Linked DNA regions of Mus musculus: region 1 is linked to region 2. Evidence: chromatin contacts called from public targeted proximity ligation data. All regions are on one chromosome and are shown on one strand. The core of a region is the stretch at or near the end of the contact, and the rest is flanking DNA. Distances in the headings are between cores, read along the strand shown.

Region 1 (4,501 bases), core at 1,325-3,824, 170 kb after region 2:
TCTTACAAATGTCAATAGTTTGAAATTGTCCTTGGTGGACATATTTCTTCTACAGAGATGGAAAATAATCAAATCAGGATATTTTTAAAGTTTTTTTTTCTGACAAATTCAGTATTTGCTAGTATATTACTGCCAGTGTTTCCATATATGTTCCTGTTTCCACATATATTACTTAATTCTTTATTTATCTCTCTATGTGGTAGATGCATGTGTGTACTGTGTACATTTTAGTGTAGTGTGGTGTGTGTATGTGTGTGTGTGTGTGTGTGTGTGTGTGTGTGTGTGTGCAGGTACACTCCTTCATGCATGTATGTACAGAGGCTAAAGAGGAGATGCTGAGTGTCTTCCCTCATTGCTCTCAGCCCTCTTGCCTTAAAATGATTTCTGATGGGGTTGGAAGCTCTTCAGTTTGGCTAGGCTTACCAGCCAATGAGACACAGGGATCCACCTGTCTCTGCTCCTCAGTGCTAGGAGGCATGAGCAGTCATGCCTGAGCTTCTTACATGGTACTGGGGATTGAACACATGTCTTCCTGCTTGCACAGCAAGTGTTATTACTCACAGAAGCATCTTCCCAGGATTGTGCTTCCATATATTAAAACTACATTTTAATATATATATGCATATATATAGTTAATATATAAACATATACATAGTCTTCACAAGATTTTTTTAAAATACTACCTTATATAGATAGTTTTTATATATGAATAGAATTCTAGATCTCTGACAAACTTTGTAACTGTATTTAAATATTTTATTCTTAATTTTGCATGTGTTCATCTCTGTGTGGATGTGTGTCTGTGAGTGCATATACCCACTGAGGTCAGAAGAGGGTCGTGGAGCCCCTGGGCTGCAGTTACAGATTGTTGTGACCAGTCTGATGTGGGTTCTTGGAATTAAATTTGGGTTGTCTGCAAGAGTAGTATGTGCTTTTAATGTCTGAGCCATCTCTATAGCCCTGTAAGTACATTTTTTAATCATCATGCACTGGGGCTAGGAAGATGGCTCAAGCTTATAAACTGCCTGTTGTACAAGTAGGAGGACCCAAGTTCAGACCCACAGTACCTATATAAAAACAGCTTGGCATGGCTACATGAATCTGTAGCGATGGGGTAGCAGAGAAAAGGTGGATCCATAGAACTAACCAGCCAGCCAGCCAGCCAGCCAGCCCAGCCAATCAGGCAATTCCAGGTTCAGTGAGAGATTCATTGTTAAGGAATAAGGGTGGGAGACACCTGACACCTGGTCTCTACATGCATGGACATATATGTGTGCACACTTATATGTACACATGAATGCTCACATATTACACTGTATCACACACACACACACCCACACACACACACACACACACACACACACACACACACTAGCACACAAGCACATTTTTTTATAGCACAAAGGAGTGGAATAAAAATAAGTATGATTTTACCCATGAAATTAAAATAAATTATGGGCCCAAACATTGCCTGATTTTGATTCTCATTCATGTTAGCGAGTCAAGTAAACATTTGAATTTTAAATTTTAGCTCTTTTCCTAGACATCCTGTCTAGTGCTTCTTGGTTAATTCTTAAGGCATCCTGTCTAGTGTTTGTTGGATAAATGACAGAATTAATAAACATGAGACGTATGCTGTTTTAAATGTTATCATTGGTACAACTGCTGTTGTGAGTGTAATAAAATAAGGGAATTCCTTTTACTGTGTGTCTGAAGTCTAGTGTACACTCAATACTTACGTGTGCAATTAGTGATTGAGAGAAATAACCAACTGCAACCAATTACCTAGCCCACCGTCACTGTCTTCTCTACAGCCGGGAACATTCTGTTAGCTCTATTCCTTATTTGAGCTCCCACCCTATCTAGAAAGCTTTCTCTGGTTGTTGAAGTTCAGGCTTAGTTGCTCATTTGTGCTCAAGAACCATCCTGGACTTCCTTTAGCATTCTACACACAGAGCACTGTCATTGCTGACCACTCCCATCATCCTCTGCGCTCTCTGAAAGCAAGGAGTGGGCTACTGCTGTCATAGGATGGATTCTAAGCATATTTAATGCAAACGCATGGACTGCACATTTTCAAGGACTCATCTGTCTGTTTTTATTTTGCCACGGAGGCACGGCACCACTTTGCCACCTGGTTCTCTCTTAATGCTACTTCATTTGAAATCGCCACTCTCCCTTAAGCCATATGCTCAGAAAAAAGAAAAACTGCTTTTAATATTAAGTTGGCTGAGACATAGGAAGTTAAGCCTGGCTTACAGTTACATAACAAAACTTCAGGTATTTTCCACTTTCGCTCCTCTCCTGCAGCCTAGGTGACTAAACCCTGTTAGCATTTCCAAAAAGAAATCAGTGAAGCAGTGTACCTCGACTGGAGGGCTTCCAGGCATTTTCAGATGATATTACTGGGTGGTGATATTTAGCAAAACTGGAATAGGACCGCGTCAAATACAACTTCAGAATTAAAGTCAAGAGTCTCCATTCCATTGCCAGTTTCATGGCTGACTAGCTTTGTTCGTTTTGCTCAATGGTATGGCAACTCCTATGCCCTGAACAGTTAGACTTTGATCCCTGTCTTACGAAGTTAGGACCTAAGTGACTCAATCCAAGCAACGTTCTTCCACAAGCCTTGGGCTCCACTGTATAACTGACTCAACCAGAATAAAATTCTTTCTTTCCTCTGTCAGCACATATTGTGAAAGTTTAGAATTATGTATTTGGCTCTACACAAAGTTTGCAGAACTCCCTGGTCAGAGCCATGGGCTCAGAACCAACTGGCAACTTTATTTGGTTAGAAAAGCCTGTTACATTTATAAGGGTTTTAGTTCTTAGAAAATCATACTCTAGGAAAAAAACCCCAACGCTCAAAGTTGGCTCGGAGGAGGTTGATCATGTCATTTGTCCTAAATTTAAATAAGTTGGAAACGAAGAAGATACAAGTCATTAAAAAAAAATGACTTAATGTTTTCCATTGCCTGACTGCTTTTGGCAACATATTAGTGTGCTAAATAACACATAGTGAGTTTTCAAGTCCAAATGATGAGATTTTTCTTTACTTTATTTGCTAATTATAGCCTGCCTTTTTTGGATCTTCTCTTTGGCTGTGTTACTAAGCAAATCTGACACAGAATTTCCTCAAGGGAGATTCTTCTTTGGGCTCAATCATGACACACTTTCCCTTTATTTATCAGGTCACTTTTAGTCATTGAAACTAGCAGATGGTCTCTAGTCTAGTTCTGAGCCCTAAATCTATTTCTTTTGACAAAAAAAAAAAAAAAACCCAAAACCCAACCAGGCCATTGAAGAGTGTTGGAGCCTGGGTGGCTGTAGGGTTGCACTAGATCAAGTTGGAAGATTGTCTGCAGAAAGTTCCATTTCATTGCCTTTTATCGCTCATACATCTTTATGTTTGCTCTCCAAGGACTATTACTCTCCACTCACAAACCCAATTATGTGTATGCATTTTTTATGTATTATGTAGAATCTTAAAAATTATTTAAATGATATCATGTTTACTTGTTTTGGCAAGGTCTCTTTATATACAGAGAGAAAAAGATCAGGTCCTTAAAACTTCTTAGAGGGGCAGTGAAAAACGTTCCTTTACTGGGGGCTCACAGAGGCTGAACCACTAATCAAAGAGCATGTAGAGGCTGGACCTAGCTTCCCTCCACTTGTAGCACATGTGCAGCTTGGTCTTCATGTGGATCCCCTAACAATTTGAGCTGGGGCTGTCTCTGATTCTGTTGCCTGCCATTGAATCCCCTTCCCCTTCCTGGACGGCCGGTTGGGCCTCAGTGGAAGAGGAAGAGCTTAGTCCTCCTTGGACTAGACGTCTCAGGGTGGGGTGGTACCCAAGGAAGAGGTAAGAGGGGAGGGATTTGTAAGGGTGGAATGGGAGGAGAAGTGGGAGGGGAGCTATGATTGGGATGTAACGTGAATAAAGAAAGTTATGGAAAGAAAAATAGTTCCTTTATTTTCAGCACTCTTTGTCAGTGTAGCCTCCAGGGTCATCTAAGAATCAACAGCTTGAGCAGGGGGGGGGGGGGGGGAGAATGAAACATACTGTGTCTACCTCCTCCTCTCTTTGTCAGTGTTCTACAGGAAGTCTCCAGCTGGGGTCTCGCGGAAGTAGTGCCCTCCCTCCATGCTGACTCAACAGCTTCTGGCTTCCCTGCCTGGCTCTCCAGTGGAGCCACTGGACGACGCAGAATTTAGATAATCGGAATTGAAAATATATCCACTTAATTCTTCCTCCTTGGGAAGCAAAACCTGTCATATACATTCCCAAACTGTGAGCTAATGTCGATCCCTGAGTGACTGTGAGCCTGGAGTGGAGATTGTCGTTGACCCCGCTGACTGTGAGTCTCGAGCCTCCTTTGGCCCTCTAAGTCACATGAGGCTACTTGAGACTTTCTGCTTCTAGTGGGTACCATGGCCATCTGTGATCATCTGTGATCTACAGCCTTGTTTTATAACCATTGCATGTTCCCCATCCCTTTTT
Region 2 (3,922 bases), core at 145-2,644:
AAATGGGCCAAAACTTAAGGAGGACCACTTAGATGAGAATAAAATTATGAAGCAAGAATATTGGATGTCCTACTTTGCTTCCTGTTGCTGTGATGAAAAACGCCATGTAATAAAAAGCAACTTGGGGAGGAGAGGGCCTATTTCAACTCACAGGCTACATCCTAACTGAGGGAGGCAGTGGCAGGGGCTCACAGCAGGATTCTGATGCAGAGACCCTGTGGGGATGCTATTGCTTACTGGATCTCTCCCTTGCTTTCTACCTGCCTAGGGATAGTGCTACCCACAGTAGGCTGGGCCCTCCTGTTTCATTTAGCAATCAAGAACATGCCCCACAGACAAGCCAATGGACTAGTCTGATCTAGAAAATTTCTCAGTTGAGGTTACTTGTTTCTAGTTGACTCTACTTTATATCAAGTATATCAAGTTAGCACTAAATAAAATTAGCATATTGGCCTAATCTCCCCGCCCTCCCCGCCAAAAAAAACAAACAAACAAACAAACAAAAAAAACCCCTACAAAGTTGCTATTGGAAAGTTGCCCGTGTATTTTTTATTATGTTTGTTATGAGACTAGACTCAAGATGGAATTCAGTCTGGTCTAGAACTCACAGGGCCTGCCTGCCTCTGCATCCAAGTGTTGGGATTACTGGAAGGAGCTACCAAATCTGGTCACACCTGCTTTTAAAAAGGTTTTTTATAGTTGGTAGTTTCAATGAGTTCGTGCCAGAAAAACTGTTAAACAGTTGGCTTCTTTTTCTGCCTTGAAAGAACTTATCTAAGCCTGCTGGCTGAGCTGGCTCAGGGCTTGCGTCACAAGTGTGAGATGTCAGTGCAACCTCCCTACAAGGCAGGCGAGGTGCCAGGAGAGGTAAGGGGAGTCCTGGGATTGCTGAACAGAGTCCAGCTGAATCATGCAGCACCGGGTCCACTGAGAGACCCTGTCATGAAACTAATGTGAGTCGTGAGTGAGGAAACCAGCTGACAGGAGCATCCTGCCTCCACACATGTTTGTTCCCTCATGTTTGTATGCATGTATGCAAAGGCCACGCTATGTACTTTATATGTTTGTATATAGTATGTACATGGATGGAGGAATAAGTATATTAAGAGGCTGTGGACATTGTAACTGGACTCCTCATTATGGCTTCAGAAGTTTGTTACTAGATAAACCTGTACGTATTATGAAAATGGTAATTATTCCTTCATACTCTGAGTTCTCTTACCAGTTTTCAAATGCAGACATACTAAGGAACTAGACTCCATTAGTAAGCTGTAACCTCAGAGCTAATTATAGAAGGGGAATGACTAGATAGTTGGCAGCTGTATGTATGTGTGGAGCAGTGTGCAGACTATGTCCACGTGTGTTCATGCAACCCAGACATGAGTAAAAATGACAGGACACAAATGAGTAATAAATAAATCAGGCTGTGAGCTGAACACCGGGCTCCTGGGATCTAGCAGATACACTCATCCCGTTCCTCAGAGAGGAAGCTGACTCACCAATTATCAGAGTCCTCAAGATGGGAAACAGTGGGAATTTGAAGATTGGGAAACTTCATTAGAAGTTGGGGAATTTCATAAAGAAGTTTTTAAAAGGGGTAGGGTGAGGCATGGTAGCCAATCAGTGCATTATAACTAATTAGTACATTCAAATCAGGGGAGGTGATTGTATTAGTTATTTTTGTCATTGCTATGACCAAATATTTTACAGGAAGCAACTGGAGAGGGGGGAGGGTTTTTTTTTTTGTTTATACTTTGAGAAGGGATATCACGGCAGGGAAGGAAGGCTCAGTGAGTGGCCAGGTTGTGAGGCAGCTGAGCACAGAGAATCCACAGTTATCAGTCAGAGGGAGAGGAACACTGGTGTTGGCTGACTCTTTCACAGACTGGTGCCACTTGCATTTAGGGTGGGCCATCCTACCTCAGTTTACCCAGTCTGGAAATTTCCTCACAGACATGCCTAGGGATGTCTCTCTATAGTGATTTAAATCCCACTAAGTTGTCAGCAGTATTAACAACCGAGAGACTGGAGAGATGGCTTAACCATTAGGAGCGCTTGCAGCTCTCGGAGGACAGGAGTTTTGTTCACAGCCTAGGTTGGGTGGCTCACAACCACCTGTACCTCCAGCATCTAGCCTCTATGGGCACTTGTTTTGTGTATATATATACACAGAGACACAGGACCACACATACACTTAAATAAAAATAAAATAAATCTTAAAGAAATTAACCATCATGATGTTTTGTCTATATGTGTGTTAGTGTACCACCTTCATAACCCAAAAGAGGTTATCAGATCCCCTTGAACTGGAGTTATAGATGGTTGTGAGCCATCATGTGGGGGTTGGGAATTGAACCCAGGTCCTCTGGAAGAATAGACAGTGCTTTTAACCACTGAGCCATCTTGCTAGCCCCTAACTGCATTTTCTAAATACCAGTGAAAAAGCTGAAATTGAGGACCCAGCTTTGGTGTAAATGATCAGTCATTGGGCTATATAGAGATGCTCAGAAGAGATGAGGGGGCTGCAGCAGGGGGTCACATGTTGCATTATAATATCTGTGTGTCTTTATTTAGAGTAGTGGTTCTCAGCCTGTGGGTCATGACCCCTTTGGTGAGGTGGGGGTCACATAGCTGATACTCTACATATCAGATATTTACATTAAAATTTATAACAGTAACAAAATTACAGTTGTGAAGTAGCAGTGAAATAATTTTATGGTTGTGGGTCAGCACAACATGAGGAACTGCATTAAAATGCCGCAGCAGAAGGAAGGTTGGGGATCCCGCTAATTTAGAACATTACAGAGCTCCTTCCCGTGGCTCTCCTTGTTTGACTTGCTGTAACAACTTTGTGCAAGGCTTTTTACCTCTTCAGTCTGAGCTAGTTAGGGCACTGGGCTTGGGTAGACATCATCCTCTTCATCCCTGATGCTCCCATTCCAGTCTGTGCCATCAGCATCTATCAGAAACCCACAAGGAGCCTCCCTTCTAGTCCATTCAGCAAATGTCATCCTGGGATATGCTGGGAGGGGTGGGAGGTTGGTGGATAGCGGAGATCGGATCACACGGTTTCCTGCTTTTGCTGACCTCCCATGCTTATTGAGCCAAGGGGCATGTGTGTGCCTTGGACCTGTTCCATTTCCCTCCTTCTCACCTCACTTCTTGTTCTCCAGTGACTTGCTTGGTACAGAGTGTAGTGCTTGATATAGAATGTGCAGCTCACAGGCCTGAGGCCCCCCGGGCTGGGTTCTCATTTTACAAAGATACTTCTCTCATGGCGGCTAGTTTGAGCACTGGGCTCACAGCATCGTACAAAGGATCCTTAATGTGTTATTGAAAAACTCAGTGCAATGAATTGATTTTTGAAACTCTTAGTTATCATTTTTAAAAATTTGGCTCTTTATCTTTTCTCCTGTCTTTGTGGGGTCGAGTTATCATGTGACCAGTTTTTTACTTTTTCACCAAGGTCCTTATAAATGTTAAATGAAGAATGTGAGAAATTCTGTCTTTGTAATAAATAATTTAGTTAGTCTTTTCAGGTTTAGGCATTTCCAAGCTATCTACTGAACTTAGATTCGTCTCTCTAGCTAAAAACATCGAAACAGCATATAATTCAACAACATAATTCGTATAGATTTATGTTGAAATATATGGTTAATTTTCATAGTGAATTTATATTAGGAATATGTAACAAGAATTGGAGAAGATGCATTGAAGTACCTGGTATACATATGGTTATCTTTCTGTGTGCCTGTTTTTACAGAAGCCTTCTGCACTCTTGACTTTTTTCTCCATTAATTAATTAATTAATTTACTTTACATCCTAATCCCAGTCCCCCCTCACCCCCCACAGAGCCTCTTCCCACCTTCCCTTTACCCCTGAGAAGGGGGAGGCCCCCCTGGGTACCAATCCACCCCGGTA

Evidence for each region.
Region 1: a targeted proximity ligation map of fibro-adipogenic progenitors shows a contact between it and region 2, with 2.1 times the contacts expected there. A contact is called at or near these places in 1 of 484 Hi-C or Micro-C datasets (uterus) and 1 of 130 datasets of targeted methods (fibro-adipogenic progenitors).

What each region holds. Positions count from the first base shown.
Region 1 is chr19:21,988,452-21,992,952 of GRCm38.p6, forward strand. No RefSeq gene overlaps it. Among named protein-coding and RNA genes, the nearest start is that of Cemip2, 210 kb to the left of the region's middle.
Region 2 is chr19:21,818,952-21,822,873 of GRCm38.p6, forward strand. All of the region lies in intron 12 of Cemip2 (cell migration inducing hyaluronidase 2), which reads left to right. Among named protein-coding and RNA genes, the nearest start is that of Cemip2, 43 kb to the left of the region's middle.